Regions from separate parts of the Mus musculus genome. Here all the other regions are linked to region 2. A link is a contact called in public promoter capture Hi-C data. All regions are on one chromosome and are shown on one strand. The core of a region is the stretch at or near the end of the contact, and the rest is flanking DNA. Distances in the headings are between cores, read along the strand shown.

Evidence for each region. Promoter capture Hi-C pulls out the DNA fragments that hold promoters and counts their contacts.
Region 1: a promoter capture Hi-C map of embryonic stem cells shows a contact between it and region 2, with 2.1 times the contacts expected there. The contact joins the promoter of Chrm2 here to the promoter of Ptn in region 2. A contact is called at or near these places in 3 of 39 promoter capture datasets (embryonic stem cells, hippocampal neurons and trophoblast stem cells) and 2 of 115 datasets of contacts at active chromatin or transcription factors (embryonic stem cells and stem cell-derived neural progenitor cells).
Region 3: a contact with region 2 is called in a promoter capture Hi-C map of hippocampal neurons, with 2.3 times the contacts expected there. The contact joins the promoter of Dgki here to the promoter of Ptn in region 2. A contact is called at or near these places in 3 of 39 promoter capture datasets (hippocampal neurons, liver and stem cell-derived epiblast-like cells).

The regions. Positions count from the first base shown.
Region 1 is chr6:36,386,544-36,389,472 of GRCm38.p6, forward strand. It overlaps Chrm2 (cholinergic receptor, muscarinic 2, cardiac), which reads left to right and starts at 1,541. Exons shown (of 3, transcript NM_203491.3): 1 at 1,541-1,823; 2 at 2,061-2,208. 9330158H04Rik (RIKEN cDNA 9330158H04 gene) reads right to left here and starts at 1,691. Exons shown (of 6, transcript NR_015589.1): 1 at 1,613-1,691; 2 at 1,120-1,413.
Region 2 is chr6:36,808,909-36,811,836 of GRCm38.p6, forward strand. Ptn (pleiotrophin) reads right to left here and starts at 1,271. Exons shown (of 5, transcript NM_008973.3): 1 at 986-1,271.
Region 3 is chr6:37,298,538-37,301,237 of GRCm38.p6, forward strand. It overlaps Dgki (diacylglycerol kinase, iota), which reads right to left and starts at 1,439. Exons shown (of 34, transcript NM_001081206.2): 1 at 1,026-1,439. The coding sequence starts at 1,411.

The DNA of each region.
Region 1 (2,929 bases), core at 291-2,790, 420 kb before region 2:
ATTCACAAAAACCTCAGGCATGTTATGACAATGTGAATTTCTGAAGGCGTCTTAGAGATAGGAGCAGATAGAATGTTTGTGAACTTACGTTCTGTAGTACCCAACAGAGAAGGGGGGAAAATGAAAATAAGAATCAGCTGCTTACTGACTGAAACCTAGTTCTGGGGTAGATTGAGGGCGATAATGTTCAGAACTGCCTTTCTCAAACAAGACTAAAATGCCTGCGTGGGACTCAGAGGGCAACGACATACCCTTACCATCCTTTACACCAGGATGGCTTTTATCCAGCAAAATTGAATCTGTGTCAGTCCTACTTAGGCATAGCTGTAGGATTTTCATTCACCAATGAATTTATATTAGTGTATAATTTATAGTGTTGATGGTCAGCCTCTCTACAAGAGCTTCATGTGGGTATTTATTCTCAAAGATGAGAAACTCAGAAAGAAAAGGAACCGTGGTTTCATTATTCTGTGTGCTCTTTAACACCCAGCCAAGGACAGGGCAACACGAACTGAGCTGAATTCCATTGAGCATAATAAATAGCAATTTCTCTGTCTCTGCGATCAAAAAAGAGATAGGTCCTGTTCTTTGTTACTTAGTTTAAGGTTCCAATGACTCCTTCTTTAATTCTATTTGGCAATGAAAGCCTCATTCGGTAGCACATATTTATGTCATCAGATACAATATACATCATCAAGAGCAATTGTCCTCAACGACACCTTAGAATAATCACATTATGATATTATCAAATAAGTTCCATACTTTCAAACAATGGGTATAAATCTGGGAAAGAATTTCTCATTAAAATAAATGAAGGCAAAAATTAGTCCATGCTCTGAACACAGGAAGTTCACATCTTTTATTTTCCTCGATAGACAGCAAAATCCCACCTCACCAACACCTCACTAGTACACTCTCTTAACTACTACTCCCCATTAACTGATGGAACACACAGGCATCGACCTGTTTGGGAAGAAAGAAAAAAAAACAGCAAAGACAGATAAATATCTGTTTCTTTCTAATACATTAGTTAGCATCAAAGAAAGAAATAAACAATCTGAACAATTCTCCATGACTATATATTTAGTACAAAGTACATTTATTCTAACATTTCCCCACCTGGAAACACGGGGCATAAGTATCTTCTGCAATCAACAAGCCTTCTTCCCAATGTGCCCTGTCACCTTTGTAGCAACCTGGCACCTGCTGACATGGGACCTAGGGGTGGTGGTGGTGGTGATTGCAAAGGTTGTGGTGTAGAAATTGCAGACCGAGAACTGGGCTCCGGGGTCGGACATGGAGAGATGCAGAAAAGAGCTGAGAGAGAAAGCTGTCATATTTGCACCGAAGAACCGCCAAATCAGAGCGCAGAGAAGATTTCATTGGCGGAGCCCCCTTCAACGGCAACTAATCCTGTCAGAACGAAAGAAAATTGTAAATGCTCTCTCCAGAAACTGTCCGCCCATTGCAGCTAATCGAACACAAACGCACAAATAGAGGCACCACTCTCGCTCTGCTGCTACACACAGCGGGTGAGGGCGAGGAGACCAGTTCCCGGGAGCAGGCACGCGGGGGCACAGACACACTCATTCGCACACACGCACACACGCACACGCCAGCCTGCGGGCTTGGCCAGAGCCCTGAAGTCGCAGATCCCACTTGGAAATCGCCAGAGGCACTGGGAGAAGTGGAGGAGCGCAGCTCCCAGACACTAATTACTACTTCCCCGGCACTAGGGTGAAGAAATGAAGCCCGCCCAGCTCTTCTCCACACCCAGGTCTCCTTTCTGTTTCGGTGTTAACTGTCATCTTCCTGAAAGCCAGGTTTGAAAGTCTTATTTGCCTGTGTTTTGGGGGTGTGATGCTCAAGGCGGCAGACAGATGTAATTTAACTCCAGTCCGAATTGTCTAATTGGGGTCCCAGATTAGCCGAGTGATACGACCCATGTGAAATGCCCCGCAGCCTTCTCTGAGCCTTGGGGTCCGCAGTCTCCCCGCCTCCCTTGCCCCACCCGTCTAAGTGCGGTGGCGACAACTAATCTTTCGCTTTTCTCTCGCAAGATCCAGGGAGAAGGCAAGCGGGCAACCAGCTGAGGACTCCGAGCTGTGCCGCTCGCTCCCAAACCGGTCCAACCTGAGCCCGCCAAAGGCTCCTCGCTCCAGCCAGACTCCACCAGATCGCAGCCCCGGGCGACTAAGTCAGTGACAGGTAAAGACTCTGCTATACCATGGTTCTCTAATTGTCCATATCAAGGGCCCTGGTACCTCGCAGCTCCTCCCCATCACCCGACCCTGGCCGCAGAGGGTCTGGGTTTGCAAGAATTGTTTGGTGGTCCCTGACACGTGCAGGTTTTCCAATGGAAACTTTGGCATCTGGGGCTTGCTGGAGAGGACACGTACCTTGGCGGGTCTGAAAGAAGGAGGGGTTTCAAAGCTGGGGCGGGGGAAACCATTGGGATAGCTAAGTCCAGTGGAATGTGGCAAAAAGCAGCCTGTGAGCGCCGATACTCCAGTATGGCTGTCTTTGAGCTTGGCACCCCCTCACCCTCGCTACCACACTCTGGTCCTCTTCATCCCCCCGCCCCCCAACTCCAGATGCTGCCGTGGGAAAGGCAAGTAGAGCTCAGTCTCTCCTGCCGCTCACCCATCCCCCTTAAGCTCCCCTTATACCCTAGGGTCTGGGCACATTGCATTTAGGGTGGAGGCCCCTCTCGCCACCACTCCACGCTGTCCCCTGACTCCGCCTTGGGAGAGAGCCTTCTGGTGAGGACGACAGGTTTAGTGCTGTTGTTCCCGGACCTTGGCAGGGGAACAAGGTTGGGGAAGGTTTCCAGGAGGAGAGAGAAGGGAGTCCTCTGCAAGCCTATTTTCCTCCGCTGGCGCGCGCAAGGTTGATTGTCCACTGTGGCTGAGGAAAGGGACCCCAGTCC
Region 2 (2,928 bases), core at 21-2,520:
GACAAGAACTAGTTAGCAATCTGTATGTGAGTTACATGTGTGCTCTTGTATTTATATGCCACATCAGATCCCATAGAAGTGTGTGTGTGTGTGTGTGTGTGTGCGTGTGTGTGTGCATGTGTGTGTGCGCATGCACACACACATATTTTAGAAGAGAGGAAAGGTTATGTTTTATGCACAAAAGAAGTGACTTTTCTTCTCAAAATATATTATGGAAACAACTGGAATATCACCTCAGAAATTCCGGGTGTCTGCCAAACTCGTCTTTACCACAACCCTGGCTTATTTGGATACAACTGAAAACGTAAGTGCTTCTATGCCAGTTGGCATCCCAACCAAGCAAAGGTAGACTCCAAAGTGTGCCTTTGAAACTTTGGACTGAACTGTTTCTAGAAGCGTTTCTGGGCTCGTGGGCAGGCTAGGGAGTGCAGGCTGCTCTGGCGGAGATGTTTCTCCATCAGCAGACACAGGAGGGGCAGGCTGCCAGGCATGTACCACACCTAGAGCGGGCAGCAATTGGCAGTTGGCAAGCTCTAGGGCAACCTGAGAAGTGGAGGTAGGAAATGAGACCTGTCTACTGATACACCCTTTCTTCTCTCTCATGCCTACTGGGCCAGACACACCCACCAAAGCTCCAGGTTTTACAAAGAGCACAAATGTGCCCTCTCCCGCGCTTTGCATGCTCTGGCAGGTAGCAGGAATTCGGTCCCCATGCACTCTCCACAGCCCAAAAGCTGCTTTCCTTCTTCCCATCCAAGCACATGCTAGGTTACTTAGCTCATTCCCCCCAAAATTTCCTTTCGGCTGTTTTGCCTTCTGGAGCAAGTCCGTTTTTAAAAGCAGTCCTATTTAGCGGACTCCAGGCAGCCTCTCTCCTGCTCCAACCCCCTCCACGTACTGCAGGCTACCAGAAAAGTGGCTTTGGGGGGTAGGCACACTGCACCAGAGACCCTTTGGAGAAAACCACAGGGTATCTTGCACTTACTTTGGCTTGCAGAGGTCCTCGCTGACTAGCTGGCTGCCTTTGTTGCAAAGTGCGGGCGAGGTTTCTGCAGACTCCAGGTATCGCTGGCTGATGCTCCTGCCTGGGCGGCTGCGCTCTGCTCTCCCCCCTTCTGGATGGATGACTCAGTGCTTTCTTTCTTCCCCTCTCTCCACTTTGGGTTTTCTTGTGCTCTGGGGCTTCCTTGGCGGGATATTTGGACGGGTAGGCGGGGAACCTGATCCTGCCTTCACTCAACTACACCCTGCCGGGGAGGGAAATAGAGAATGGGAGGGACGAGAGAGGGCAGAGAGAAGAAGCAGGCTGTGCGAGGGAGGAGGGGAGTGCTTTGCCCCCGAAATCTGATTGGGAAGCTTATGAAAAGCAGGCTACTCTGGGGGCAGTCTTTCCCCAAACGGATCTGTGTAGAAAGACCATGGGTTATAAGACCGTTTGTTCTTAGCACCCACCCAGCACCATATTTTTTGTACAAACTCCCAAGAACCATGTTTTTCTCCCCCTCCCATGGGTCCATAGCTCGGCTTATCAAGCTGGATATCTTAATTGGAAAATTGACAGCATTTTAAACTACAGTTTTGGTACAGCTTTAAACACACACACACACACACACACACACACACACACACACACACACACACACACACACACGATATTCTATTCGAGATTGGGGGAGCCATGTGCAAAGGCAGCTGTCCCTTGCTCTCCGCCCCTAAAGGCCTCCCTGCAGGGAGTCCCTGCTAACTTCAGCTGACAGTTGCAGCTCACCTCCAGTCACAAAGCTGCAAAGCAGTTTTTTCTGGGTTGTCACTAGGAGTGACAGATCTCTGAAATTTCCCAATTAAATGTCACTTTCCTTTAGGGAATTTTTCCATTCTTGGCTTCTTCGATGCCTTCGGGTCACATATTTTGTGGCATGCTCTTGGCAAAGAACACAGGGGGGTAATCAGTGTGGCTCAAGCTCTGGGGTTTGTAAGAATTAGAGTGGGCTTCCTGGCTTCCTGAGACCTTCCTCTCCTTTAACCAAGGAGAGCAAAGTGACAGTTTTGAGTCACACATAGAAACTGACCAGAAAAGATGGAGTAAAACCCCAATTTGCCCAAACACGGTCAAATTATAAAACTGGCTCCAATTTCTCACCAAAGATACATCTCTTCAACTCAACTTACAGATCCTATGGATTCCGTAGGGTGTTTTAAGCCCTCACATCTTAAGACCACTCCTTTCCTAAAATTACAGCCATTGGTTATGGCAAGTGGTTTTAAGGACTAGGAGTCTTCTATTGGCTGTTACCTGTACCAATGTCCAAGAGTAATCGAGGGACAAAGGTGACCCTGCAGGAGTAGAGCTTTTAGTCCACTAATCTTCGTTTCTGCCCCTCCCCCCACCCCGCCCTCCAACGAAAAAATGGACAGAAATTCACATTTACACCTGATCTGTATTCTTTACAGTCTCTTCTGCTAAACCACCTTTCCACACACAAATTGCACATGCCTTCCTCAAGACCAACTCCCAGGCTATGCACATCCCTGTTTGAAAGTTCATCTTTGCCATGAAACAGTCCATGTGAGTGTTCATCTGGTGTCACCTGTGTACATCATGAACTACTCATAAGCTTTCTTTACTGTGAGAAAAGTTCACCATTTCCTACAGTTCCACAGTGAGCTAAGAAGATGACAGAAAGACTTTCCTTTTTGCCCCTTAATTTTATCTTCATCTTTAGCATATTCCTACTGTCAGTTCAGTAGACCATGCCAGATTAATTATGGTGCTTGTTTCTGGTGTTGGTAAAGCAAGCATGAGAGTCTCATGATGTCAGTTCTATCTCATTTGCTGCTTCAACATATAACATTTTGATTAAAAAGGTATATGTAAAAATTAATTACATCTGTGGTTCTCAAGTGAGAGCAGTTTTATCCTCTAGGAGA
Region 3 (2,700 bases), core at 189-2,688, 490 kb after region 2:
GATGCTTTCCTTGACCCGCCCCCCCCCCCTTTCCAAGTATCACTCTGAGACCCAGCAAGACTCTGCTTATGGCCTCAACTTTTAAAAATCACCAGTGAGGGTGGTCTCGGCGCCGTCTCTCGTGCCTGGGAATGGGAGAGCAGTGTAAGGAACCTATGAAATCTTCCCTTTGGTTTGGATCCTCACACAATTGGGGCTTCATAAAGCGTAATTGGGTGGACGTTCACCGTACACTGTCCTAGTGTCAAAGACACATCCAGCCTCAGGTGCCAGTGTGATCTCTTCTCACCAGCACTGGGACGGGGGGTGGGGGTGGGGTGGGGGCAGGGGGTTGGGGGGAGGTAAGCCTGGGAGTAGGCTGTCCACACTGAGAGAGGGAGAGAACACACAGGCATGTAACACCAACACCCACTGACATACTTACATACCTACAAGAAGAGACCCATAGCTCACTAGTCTTTAACAGACAAGAACGTCCCATAAGGATTTCTGTTCTGTATGGCTTATTCTTTGCTGCCTGTCAGAACAGATCTCAGCGATCCGGTTAGTGCCCAAGGCTCACCCAGTGAACTCGGCAAGGATGGGGGAGTGTGGAGATGACACTAGCCTAGGGACAACTTTGGCAACTCTTCTAACTGGGCATGTCTGGGTTTGCACCCCATACACTCACAGATGTGGTTTTGATCTTGTTCTGACCTTAGTGTTCTCTTCTGTTACAAGTGCACCCCTCCCTGGGTGTTACAGGGAGAAGAAGCTGGGGCACCCCACTTCTTCTCTTCAACCCAGAATTAGAGGATGAGAACAACATATCCCCAGGAGAGAGAGACAGATAGACAGACATACATAGAAGCAAAACCACGGAGGTACGAAGGTTGAAGAGAGAGAGAGAGAGAGAGAGAGAGAGAGAGAGAGAGAGAGAGAGAGAGAGAGAGACTGAACCCCAACTCTACAGAAGTGCCTCTCTGGAGCTAGAGCAAGTGTCCCCCGCCCTGGGCGGCACCTGTCTCGCTAGCTCCCGCGCCTACCTGTAAGAGACCTGCTTCCGGAAAGTTAAGTCCCTCAGCTTCTCCTCCAGCGCCTCTTCCTTCTCTTTCTGTCCGGCGGCCGCGGGCTCCTCCAAGGCAGCAGCAGCCGCTGCCCCTGCACCCCGCGGGTCCGCGCCGCCCTCGGCGCCCAGGCAGCAGCTCCCGGCGCCGCTTCCGCTGCTGCTGCTGCCACCCGTCGCCCCTCTCTCCTCTCCCGCCGAGGAGCTGGGGTTCATGGCGACCGCTCCGGCGGCCGCGAAAGAAGCCGAGGTGGTGCCGCTGCAGAGGCCGGTCGGGCTGAGGGCGCTGGAGGCGGCGGGAGCGCGGGCAGGTCCGCGCGCCGCTGGCAGGGGCAGCAAATGGCAGCCCCTTCCCGCAGCATCCATCCGCGGCTGCACCGCACCGGGGCATTGTGGGAAACTCCGTGCCTCCACTCCCCCTCCCCAACCAATCAGAGGCCACCTCTCTCCGCCTCCCCTCGGCCTCGCCCGACCAGCCGGCTCCCTCCAATTCTCCCACCCCTTCTCCTTTTTCTAAATCCAGAGCAAAAGCCGGGACTGAACTTGAACTCTGCCTGCAGGCAATGGATCGCAGTGGAGGAGAGAGGGAAAGGGTGGGAGCCGCGGGGCTTAGGACGCTGGGGACAAACACTGGTCATCAAGAAAGGAGAGTGCCCAGGGAAACTTGGAGGCAAGCCGGGTTGCCGCGCCCTGGTTAGCGCACAAGGGAAGCGGACCCGGACCCAGGAGCTACTCAGCACTGATGAGCTGCTGGGCACATCTCAGTCCAGTCCACTGATGACAGATGCCCGAGGCAGCATTTTGTCCGTCACCTTCTTGCAGCATCAGAGCTGGCGCCAAGCAGTAACCTCCAGACGTGGGGGACCTTTGGAGGCCGGGGTGGTGGGGTGTATCTGGAGGAACCTTGGGAGGAATTTTTTAACCATGTGAATTATGGAAGGGGCTAGATTTAAGCTCCCGCTTCTTCTTCTCAAGGAGAGGGTCGGTCGGGACATCTTCACCCATGAACGCCCGCGCCTAGATCCTTGCTTGGTGCCTTCTAAAAGCTTAAAGATGCTCCCTAAACAGCTGTTAATTAGATTGAATCGGATCACAGGATCCTCGGTGAAGCAGAAGGCTGAGAGCAGAAGTGGGGACCCGAGCGCCTCGTGCTGTGGGTTCCTATGCTAAGGGTTCACAAGAAGAGGACAGGAGGAGCTAGCCCAGGAAGGGGCTTCTACCGGTTCAGACACCAAGGCTGAAACCTAATGCGCTGGAGGAATGTAATGTCTGCTCTCTCAGTTTTTTGTTTCTAAGACTATTGAAATCTGTGCGGTTTGAACGATGGGCAACGAAGTGTTTAAGACAGATCATTTTCTAAATTAGATGTTTTTCACCCAGGAAATCTCTGCTGTCAGGAAACGCGAGAAAGATCTATGCTCAACAGTAAGTGCAAGTAACCAAACTACCTATGTAGATGTATGTGCTAGTAAAGATGGCCTTCTTTTGCCCTAAAATTAGGAGGTTGAGCAAAGGAATCTCAAGCCTCGCCCAGCTCTCACGGTGTGCAGTTCCCCTCACATGTACATTATATAAGACAGGGCAGGGACTTTTTCAGGGAGAAAGGGAAAAAGACTACCTGTTGGGGATCAGCACTACACACACACACACACACA